Linked DNA regions of Sus scrofa: all the other regions are linked to region 3. The links are chromatin contacts, called in public HiChIP or PLAC-seq and promoter capture Hi-C maps. All regions are on one chromosome and are shown on one strand. Each heading gives the region's core, a stretch centred on a gene start, on an enhancer-like site or on the middle of the called end of the contact. The rest is flanking DNA. Distances are from core to core; before and after follow the strand shown.

Evidence for each region. Promoter capture Hi-C pulls out the DNA fragments that hold promoters and counts their contacts. HiChIP or PLAC-seq counts read pairs in DNA pulled down with a chosen protein or histone mark.
Region 1: a promoter capture Hi-C map of liver shows a contact between it and region 3, with 4 times the contacts expected there. The contact joins the promoter of ZNF829 here to the promoter of ZNF566 in region 3. A contact is called at or near these places in 1 of 5 promoter capture datasets (liver) and 1 of 2 datasets of contacts at active chromatin or transcription factors (alveolar macrophages).
Region 2: an H3K27ac HiChIP or PLAC-seq map of skeletal muscle shows a contact between it and region 3, with 6 times the contacts expected there. The contact joins the promoter of ZNF567 here to the promoter of ZNF566 in region 3. A contact is called at or near these places in 1 of 5 promoter capture datasets (liver), 2 of 47 Hi-C or Micro-C datasets (heart right ventricle and liver) and 2 of 2 datasets of contacts at active chromatin or transcription factors (alveolar macrophages and skeletal muscle).

The regions. Positions count from the first base shown.
Region 1 is chr6:46,120,164-46,122,863 of Sscrofa11.1, reverse strand. It overlaps ZNF829 (zinc finger protein 829), which reads right to left and starts at 1,338. Exons shown (of 6, transcript XM_013998466.2): 1 at 1,062-1,338; 2 at 334-407. The coding sequence starts at 366. ZNF568 (zinc finger protein 568) reads left to right here and starts at 1,358. Exons shown (of 8, transcript XM_021097146.1): 1 at 1,358-1,529.
Region 2 is chr6:45,736,746-45,739,445 of Sscrofa11.1, reverse strand. ZNF567 (zinc finger protein 567) reads left to right here and starts at 1,416. Exons shown (of 6, transcript XM_021097128.1): 1 at 1,416-1,531; 2 at 2,699-2,700.
Region 3 is chr6:45,892,705-45,895,404 of Sscrofa11.1, reverse strand. It overlaps ZNF566 (zinc finger protein 566), which reads right to left and starts at 1,422. Exons shown (of 3, transcript XM_021097194.1): 1 at 1,008-1,422. It overlaps LOC110255280 (zinc finger protein 82 homolog), which reads right to left and starts at 1,135. Exons shown (of 7, transcript XM_021097168.1): 1 at 1,008-1,135.

The DNA.
Region 1 (2,700 bases), core at 89-2,588, 230 kb before region 3:
AAAAAAAAAAAAAGGGAGAGAGAGGTATCTTTTTTTTCTTGGTCTTTTTAGGGTGGCACCTGCAGCATATGCAAGTTCCCAGGCTAGGGGTCAAACTGGAGCTGCAGCTGCCAGCCACAGCCATGGCCACGCCAAATCCAAGCCACATTAGCAGACACCACAGCTCATGGCCACACAGATCCTTAACCCACTGAGCAGGGCCAGGAATTGAACCTGTGTCCTATTTGTTGGGTTCTTAACCCACTGAGCCACAACAGGAACTCCTCAAGTGACATATCTTTATTAAGCATTAATTTTCAGAAGAAGGAAAGCAAAAAAGAAACTTCAACATACTTTGGACACTGCTTGTAGAAGTTCAGCATGCATTCTTTCCTTCTCTTCTGCTCCTCACTTGGCAAAGGGTAGAACTAGATGAGAAAGTAATAGTTTGAGACACCAGGTTTTTCTGATTGCTCAAACTGGTCAAGTCAGGGCTCAGCCCCAGTCTCAGCCCTAAGCCTCAGCACACACTCAGGGAATGGAGATCAGAGGAAAATGGGGCGTCCCACCCAATTTCAGTGTTTCAGGAGAAAGTTGAGGTTACAGCTGTCGAGGACTAAAGTCTGACCAAACCTCACAGAGGTTTCCTAGAGACAGAGCTGTGAAGTAACAATCGCACAGTTGACAGGAGCCTCCTACCCATAAACGCGGTGCTACATTCATGAGGCACAGACATACTTAAAACAAGGGAACACACACTCCACACCTGCACACATAGAACCACACATGGCAACACAGATAATATACCAAACTCACCATGGAACACATGTTACATTCGCATAGCCGCAGGTATCCTAGTGTCGCGTGGTCACAATCACACACCACCATAGGGACACACGGTCACAACCCCATATGCAAAAGGGTCGCAAAATCTCCCCTTTTTCAGTCCGTTCCGCCCGCACAGGCACAAGCACCAGCCTCCGTATCAGCCTCTGGCCTCCTCAATTTCAGCCTCCTCCAGGTCCCCCAGGATCCCAACCCGCAGAGCTGAACCAGTGCCCCACGGGCCCACGATCGCCCACCTCATGGATCTAACAGTCCCGCCAGGCGTGACGCAAATTTCGAGTTCCTGCGAGAAGAGCGACCGGCCGCTAGGCCCTCTGGGAAATGTGGTCCACAGTGGGCCCCACAGCTGATTTCTCTCAGCGCCCTGCTAGGGCTCACCCTGATCGACTGCCCCCGCAACTGTGAATTTAGTCGGGCCTCAGAGACGCCACGCGCGGTAGCTCGGGCACTCGGGCTTAACCACCTGAGCCGACCAGGCTCACCCCGGTCTCCCTCACACAGGAAACGCCCCCTCTGTTCTGGCCGGAAGTTGAGTCAAGCCGTGAGGCCTTCTGGGAGGTGTTGTGTTGTGGAACGTCCGTTGGGAGGCAGACGCGGTGGGGTGGTTCGACGTTGCCAGCGCCTGGCCCGGGCCTTCCTCGGGTCTCCTTCATCCATCCTCTCGGAAACTGCGCGCTAGATGTGCATTCGGGCGTTTCCGGCAGGTGACGCTGCCGTGTCCCCAGAGCGGGACTTAAGGAAGGGGCTCAAGCCATCTGGGCAGCATCAGCGCGCGGCTAAAGGGGTGGAGCCTTTAAGGAGGCCCCAAGTGTTTGGAGTAGCGGCAGTGCGGAGAATGCTCCTGGAGAGTTGTTGGAGTTCTCAGAACGAGAAACTGTGGTGGAGAGTTACTGTGTGTGTGTGTGTGTGTGTGTGTGTGTGTGAGTGAGAGAGAGAGAGAGATTGTGGTGATGTGAGAGTGATGGGGGTGTGGTTGTGTATGAGTGTGATGGAGTAATTGTGATAGGATGTGTAATGGTGATGTTCGTGATTGTGATTTATGAAAACGTTTGTGGTGTTGTTTGTGTAATTGCTAGGTGGATGTGCAATGTGTGAGTGTGGTGAGGTGTTGGCAATTGTAATTTGTGTAGTGGTTCTTGTCTTGCCTGAGTTGACTTCTGTGTAGGCATAATTGGTAACCGCTTGAAAAAAATTGTATTTGGTTTCAAGTGGTCCTTTTTCCTCATTGCCCACTCTTTGTTAGCCCTCTTTCCTTTGGTGACATTGTCCAGATTTATTTTATTTATTTATTTTTTGGGCCTTCTTTTGGCTTTTTTTATTATATGTATTATTTATTGTCATTATAATAATGCTGCCTGACAAACAGCTCTTAAACTCGGTGGAATACAACAGCAAGCATTTATTTTCTTGTTCATAGGGTTACAGGTCCTTTATGTTCATTTTACCTAGGCTGGGCCTGCCTGGATGGATGGGCTGCAGAATGGATTCAGACCTGCTCCATAGGCGTTCTTTCTGCAGCTCAGGCTAAAAGGACAGTGGTTACCAGGACATGTTCTTCTCATGGTGGATCACCAGAGTACAAGACAGATCTTAAAAGCATCCTTAAAATTTCTTTTCCTGGAGTTCCCGTCGTGGCGCAGTGGTTAATGAATCCGACTAGGAACCATGAGGTTGCGGGTTCAGTCCCTGCCCTTGCTCAGTGGGTTAACGATCCGGCGTTGCCGTGAGCTGTGGTGTAGGTTGCAGACACGGCTCGGATCCCGAGTTGCTGTGGCTCTGGTGTAGGCCGGTGGCTACAGCTCCGATTAGACCCCCTAGCCTGGGAACCTCCACATGCTGTGGGAGCGACCCAAGAAATAGCAAAAAGACAAAAAA
Region 2 (2,700 bases), core at 167-2,666, 160 kb after region 3:
GCCTAATAGTAACCTATTTCAGGAGAGCAAACACTTCCCTTTTCTGAAAAACTAAAACAGAAAATAATAACAAAATCCCTGACCTTGAGCTTAGTTTTCAGATAGGCTCTGTAATGTTTTCCTTTTCTCAGGGCTCTTCTCTCAGAGATCTGCACTGTAGGGGAAGGATGAGAAGGAGGGAAGTAAGGAGACAGGAGACATCAAACCTTTTTTGGAGCACAGAATGGCTAAACTGGAAGAAATTCTTCAACACAGAAGCTCACATCATCACCTGCACACATACTCAGATAGAAGGGAAGATGGGAGTACTGCTAACCCTTCTTAGTATCAAAGGCAAAGGCCAAGATCACTGATATCCAGGGCTGAAACTTTCTCTGAGTTCATAACTGGGGAGACAGTTTTGAGGATGATGTGATTTGAAATGTGGAACTTGACATCAGCTCCCCAGGGAGATCCGGAGGAGGGACTCCTACTCCTAGGCTCTCCTCATGTCTTCCTAGGACTCTGCCTAAGGGACACTCCCAACTCTAATAAAACTCATTCCAAAAAGAGGTTTATGCTCTTGTATAACCTTTATCCTACCACTGAAATATCTGACTCCCATTTTGGTGACCATTTCTCTGCAGCTGGGGTCCTGGTTATAAACTGGGAGAAAAGAGGAAGCAGTGATACAGGGATACAGATCCCAAGAAAGGATAGAACAGAAAATTGGCTTCTGGGCGGGCGACGCTCGTTCCCCTGGCACCCACCTTCTGTTAAGCACTGGAATCTGGGCGCTGGAGGCGGGGATGCCCTGACAAATGCAGCTCAGGCTATGCTTCAGTGCGACTCTGGTTAATACAGGTATCGTCACAGGCACAGATACACTCTCAGGGAGAACTTCAACAGCCCTGTTCAGTCCTGATGTTAAACCCAGAACTGCAGAAATAAGCTCTACCGCATGACACAACCAAACTCCCACCCGGTCACAGAAGTCACAGCTTCTTCCATCACATTAGGTAGCACCGTCTTCCGAAGGGCGGTCTCAAACCCCACAGGGGCACATGTCTCACATCACAGTTAACCACGGTCACCCCAAAGGTCCCGCATCTTGCACCTGTCACGGTCTCCTTACGGCGCACACACCCCGCCTCATCACGGCCACAAAGGCTCACACACACTTAAACACGCCTACACAGGCTTGAGCTCCAGGTCCACACAGCCCGTGACACTGTGCCAGAGGGTCAAGACCTCCTCACCGTGAGGGCCCGCCGCACCCAGACGCCGGTTATACCACTTGGATCGCGGCGACTGAGAACTTTGGAGGGCAGCAAGAGACGAACCACAGATCAAACATCTTTTTAAAAGCTGCCCAGGGGCTGTGGGAAATGTAGTTCAAGGCCGCAAAAGCCCGGATATCGAGAAGGCTCACGCGCGCGCCTGCGCGCGGAGGCCGCGGCGGCGAAGACGTGCCGCGGAGACACTTGGGAGGTACGACCCGCGCGGGAGTGCGCTTGAGCGGACGGCTGGCCAGTAGTGGAAGGCGAGGCTGGTAGGTCCTGCGGGCTCTGGTTGGGCGGGTGATGCTGGGACGCGGGGGGATTGCGGAGGAGGGAGGCGGGAACCTGGGCTGGGAAAAGCGAGGAAGGAAGAGGGAACTCGGGCCGAGGGGGAAAGGGAAAGTTCAGGCCCTAGTGAAGGCGAAGCGGGAAGCAAGACCTAGGCAGAGGAAGAAACCAGGGCTGGGAACGGCGAGAAGGGAACAGGGAGCCCGAGGCGGGTGTGAGCTCGGCCTGGCACACACAGGCGTTCCGTTTGTGTAGCTTTGTGTGCCTGTTCTTGTGTGTGTTTGGGCGTGTGACGTTATAAGCCGATTGTTTGTGAAGGTGAAAAGAGTCTCTGCGTGTGTCGATTTATGTTTGAAACTGCGACTTTAAGGAGGCGACAGTTAGGGGTTTATGAGTAAAATATTGCTACTTTGCCTAGACGTATGTAGTGGGCTCTGTGGGATTATGCATGACCTGTGTGTCTATGGGACTGTGATTGTGCAGTGGGTGATATGACTGAATATGTCAAATTTTTGAAGTATTTTGTGTGCACAGTTCACGATGACTATGAATGTGGCTGGATCATTGTGTGACTGAGGTGAAGCACTTAAGAAAGTGGATGTAAGACTAGTTATGCACTATGTCTTGTTTAGATTATCTGAATATTGGCCATTTTATATGCCTGTGGAATTTGGCAATTAGACAAGTGAATAAAATAGATTTTTAAAATGGAAAGGAGGAGGTAAAATTAAAATAATTTTCAGGTGGTACAATTGTATTTTGGGAAAACCCTTAATGAGTAATGACCAGTATATTGACGTAAGTAGACCACCACTGGGAGCACACAAAAAGCTTTCTCCCATAACCTCTACCCTCAAATTTCTATTTGCATGATTTTTTTTTTTTTTCCTGAGGCTGGATGAATTCCTGGACAAGAAACATTCAATAATTTCTTCAGTCATTATGAAGATAATAATAAAAAAACACCTGTGGAACATTTAAACATGAGATCAGTCACATTTAAGCCAAATAAAATGTTCATTGTAGAAATCAATACTGCAAACTCGATTTAAAAACTCTCCCTTCTGCTGGAAGTCTGCTGTGCAAAAGAATGCATGATCAGTTTCTTTAATTCCTCATCGTCTCCTTTGTCCCCTCTTCACTCCCTCCAGGT
Region 3 (2,700 bases), core at 173-2,672:
AGAACCATGTTTTGGTAGGGACATGGAGCAATGTGATGTTTCAAACACTGCTGTGCAAGTATAAATTTAGTTTGGTAGATATTTTGGCACTACCTGGTAAAGTGGAAGATATATGACACTGTAATTCCATTGGTAGGTAAATCATGCATGTGTATCCTATGTAAAAGAATGCTGGTGGCAGCACAGTCTATAAAGTGAAAAACTAGAAATAACTCAAATGTCCATCATTTTTAGAAGGGATGAATAACTGGTATACTTTAAAGGATGGAATATAATAAAGAAAACAAATGAACCACTATCATATCTAATATGGATAATTCCCAAAAACATAGTTGTACAAATCATTAAAGTAAGAGATAAAAGTATGTCAGCATTCACATAAAGTTTTAAAATGGGGAAAAACTACAGTATAATGCTTAAAGTGGTATATATACATAAGTGAAAAATCCTCATACATTTATCCAGTGATGCTAACATAATAACATAACCACACACAAATATAAACGAACATGGGAACTTACAGCTAAAGATAACCCGCAACTCAAACAACAGGGCCTCATACCCAGGGCCTCAAAAGGTCACATAAGCACAATCACACAATTACCAAGAGGACAATAAATCACAACTCACACTGTCACAGGCACTGCACACCTGAACACGGTCGCAGTCACAATCACACAAACGACAGATAAAACCACACAGTATCCACAAGTACCCCAACGGTACTCTGCAGCACACAGTCGCGCAATCACACCCCTCTACGGGGCAAACGCTATCACATCCACCGAGTCACAAGCTCCTCACACCAGCACATTCAATGCCACACGTGATTACATGTACCTCACCGGGTCGCATCGCGTCACACCAGAGCAGTCACAGGCTCTGAGGCTGTGCTGCACACGGTTATCATTGGAAACACACGCTCACTACAGGAACAGCGAGACACAATCACACGGTCATTCATCACATACCAATACACAGACACAAACACACAATTTCAATCTCACCTCCTCAGCGGTACAAAGCCGATGCTTCAAGCCCACCCTCTCTTAGGGTTCCCCACCTCGGTTCTTCCAAGCTTCCAAAGGCGCAGAGCCCTCCACTGCACTGAAACACTTGCTGGTACGGACCTGAGGGTCCCCCCAGAGCGTGATTCTCGAGGTTGAATTCACACGAGAATCACGTTTTGCCGAGGAGTCCTCTGGGAAGTGTAGTCAGCGACGCCCAGAGGCGGGCAAGATGGCTGACAGTCAACGGGATTTTTATCAGAGCTCAGCTGCTGTCCCGCCGAAAAGATTGCGTCCCCCTCACAAACGCGCACCAGAGACCTCGCGGAGCCTGGCTCAGCCTCAGGCAGTGGTCCCCAAAGAAGGCCACTCCTAAGCATTTGAAAATGGACTTCCCAGGTCCGCCCTACTGTATCCCCTGGAGTTGAACGCGCTCTGGAAGAAAAGAGTTAGTCCGCAAGGGGAGGTAATTTGCACCGCCGAGCCTCCTGGGAAGTGTAGTTAGGAAGCAGGAAAAAGCGGTGGATGGACCGTTTGAAATTCGTCTGGATTCCTCATCCCCTGAGCCTGGCCACACCCCGCAGACATCTGGGAGTGTCACTGCGCCCAGGGGAGCGCGCAGGCTTTCTGGGTCGCCGTCTTGGCCTTTGTTTGGGTGTGAGTTTGACTTGGGGGATTCTTCGGTGCCGAGTTTTGGGACCTGAGATTTTTGAGACCCAAAGCTAGTCCAGGAGGCTGCAGAGGAGGAGACCAGGAACTTGCCACGGGATTGGGGAGGTTGAAGGGGAGGAATCGCTAAACGTGAAATGGGGAGGGGGTGTTTAAAACGGAGTAGTTTCCGACTTCGCAAAGGGGCTGTGCTCCTGACTTCGGTGTGATAGTCGCAGCGTGAGAATGAGGGGGTGGTGAGGCAAGCTGTGCAGAATGCAAGTAATGAGAGCCCGGTATGTGTTGGGTGCCATAGAGAAGAAACTGGACGCATGATTTTGTGTAGGGGTGTGTGTGGAATTAACTATTTGTGATTGATTGATTGTCTTCTGGAATGCAGAAGTTCCCAGGCCAAGGGATGAAACCTATCGCTACAGCAGTGAGGACGCTGGATCTTTAACCCGCTTAGCCACCAGGGAACCCCAGTAATTGATAATTTAAATGAGTATCAACCGTATGTTTGACTGAGATTGTATCTTGGTAAATAATCTCTGAACCTCATTGTAAAACAGTGGCAAGGAGGATGGATCTTTCTGGGGCAGGTTTTTTGTTTTTGTTTTTGTTTTTGTTTTGTCTTTTTTTAAGGTTTGATGGGAGAAAGATTACATAATTGAGCTAATAAATGATTTAAAGCTTGATCAATTATGGAATAGAAATTAAAGCAGCGCTTTTTTAAAAAACGAAAGTTGGTTTTAAAGAAACTATTTTTTTAAATGGGGGGCTTGCTCTTGCTTAGAGCCCAGATCTTGGAGTCCTAGCCATTCAATCTTGATGTTCTTTTAACGTCTTGGGGGAGGCGTGTATGTCTAAGGGAGCTGATTTGTGCAGTTCTAGACTAAGAAATAACTTTAAAGATTGAGGAGTAGTATTGGCCATTGGAAATAGCAGAGAAGTGAATTAAAGTGTTATTCCCATTGTCGGATTAAAAAAAAAAACACAAACAATCAACGTTTAGTGAGATCAAGGAATGTAAGTTTGAGGTTCT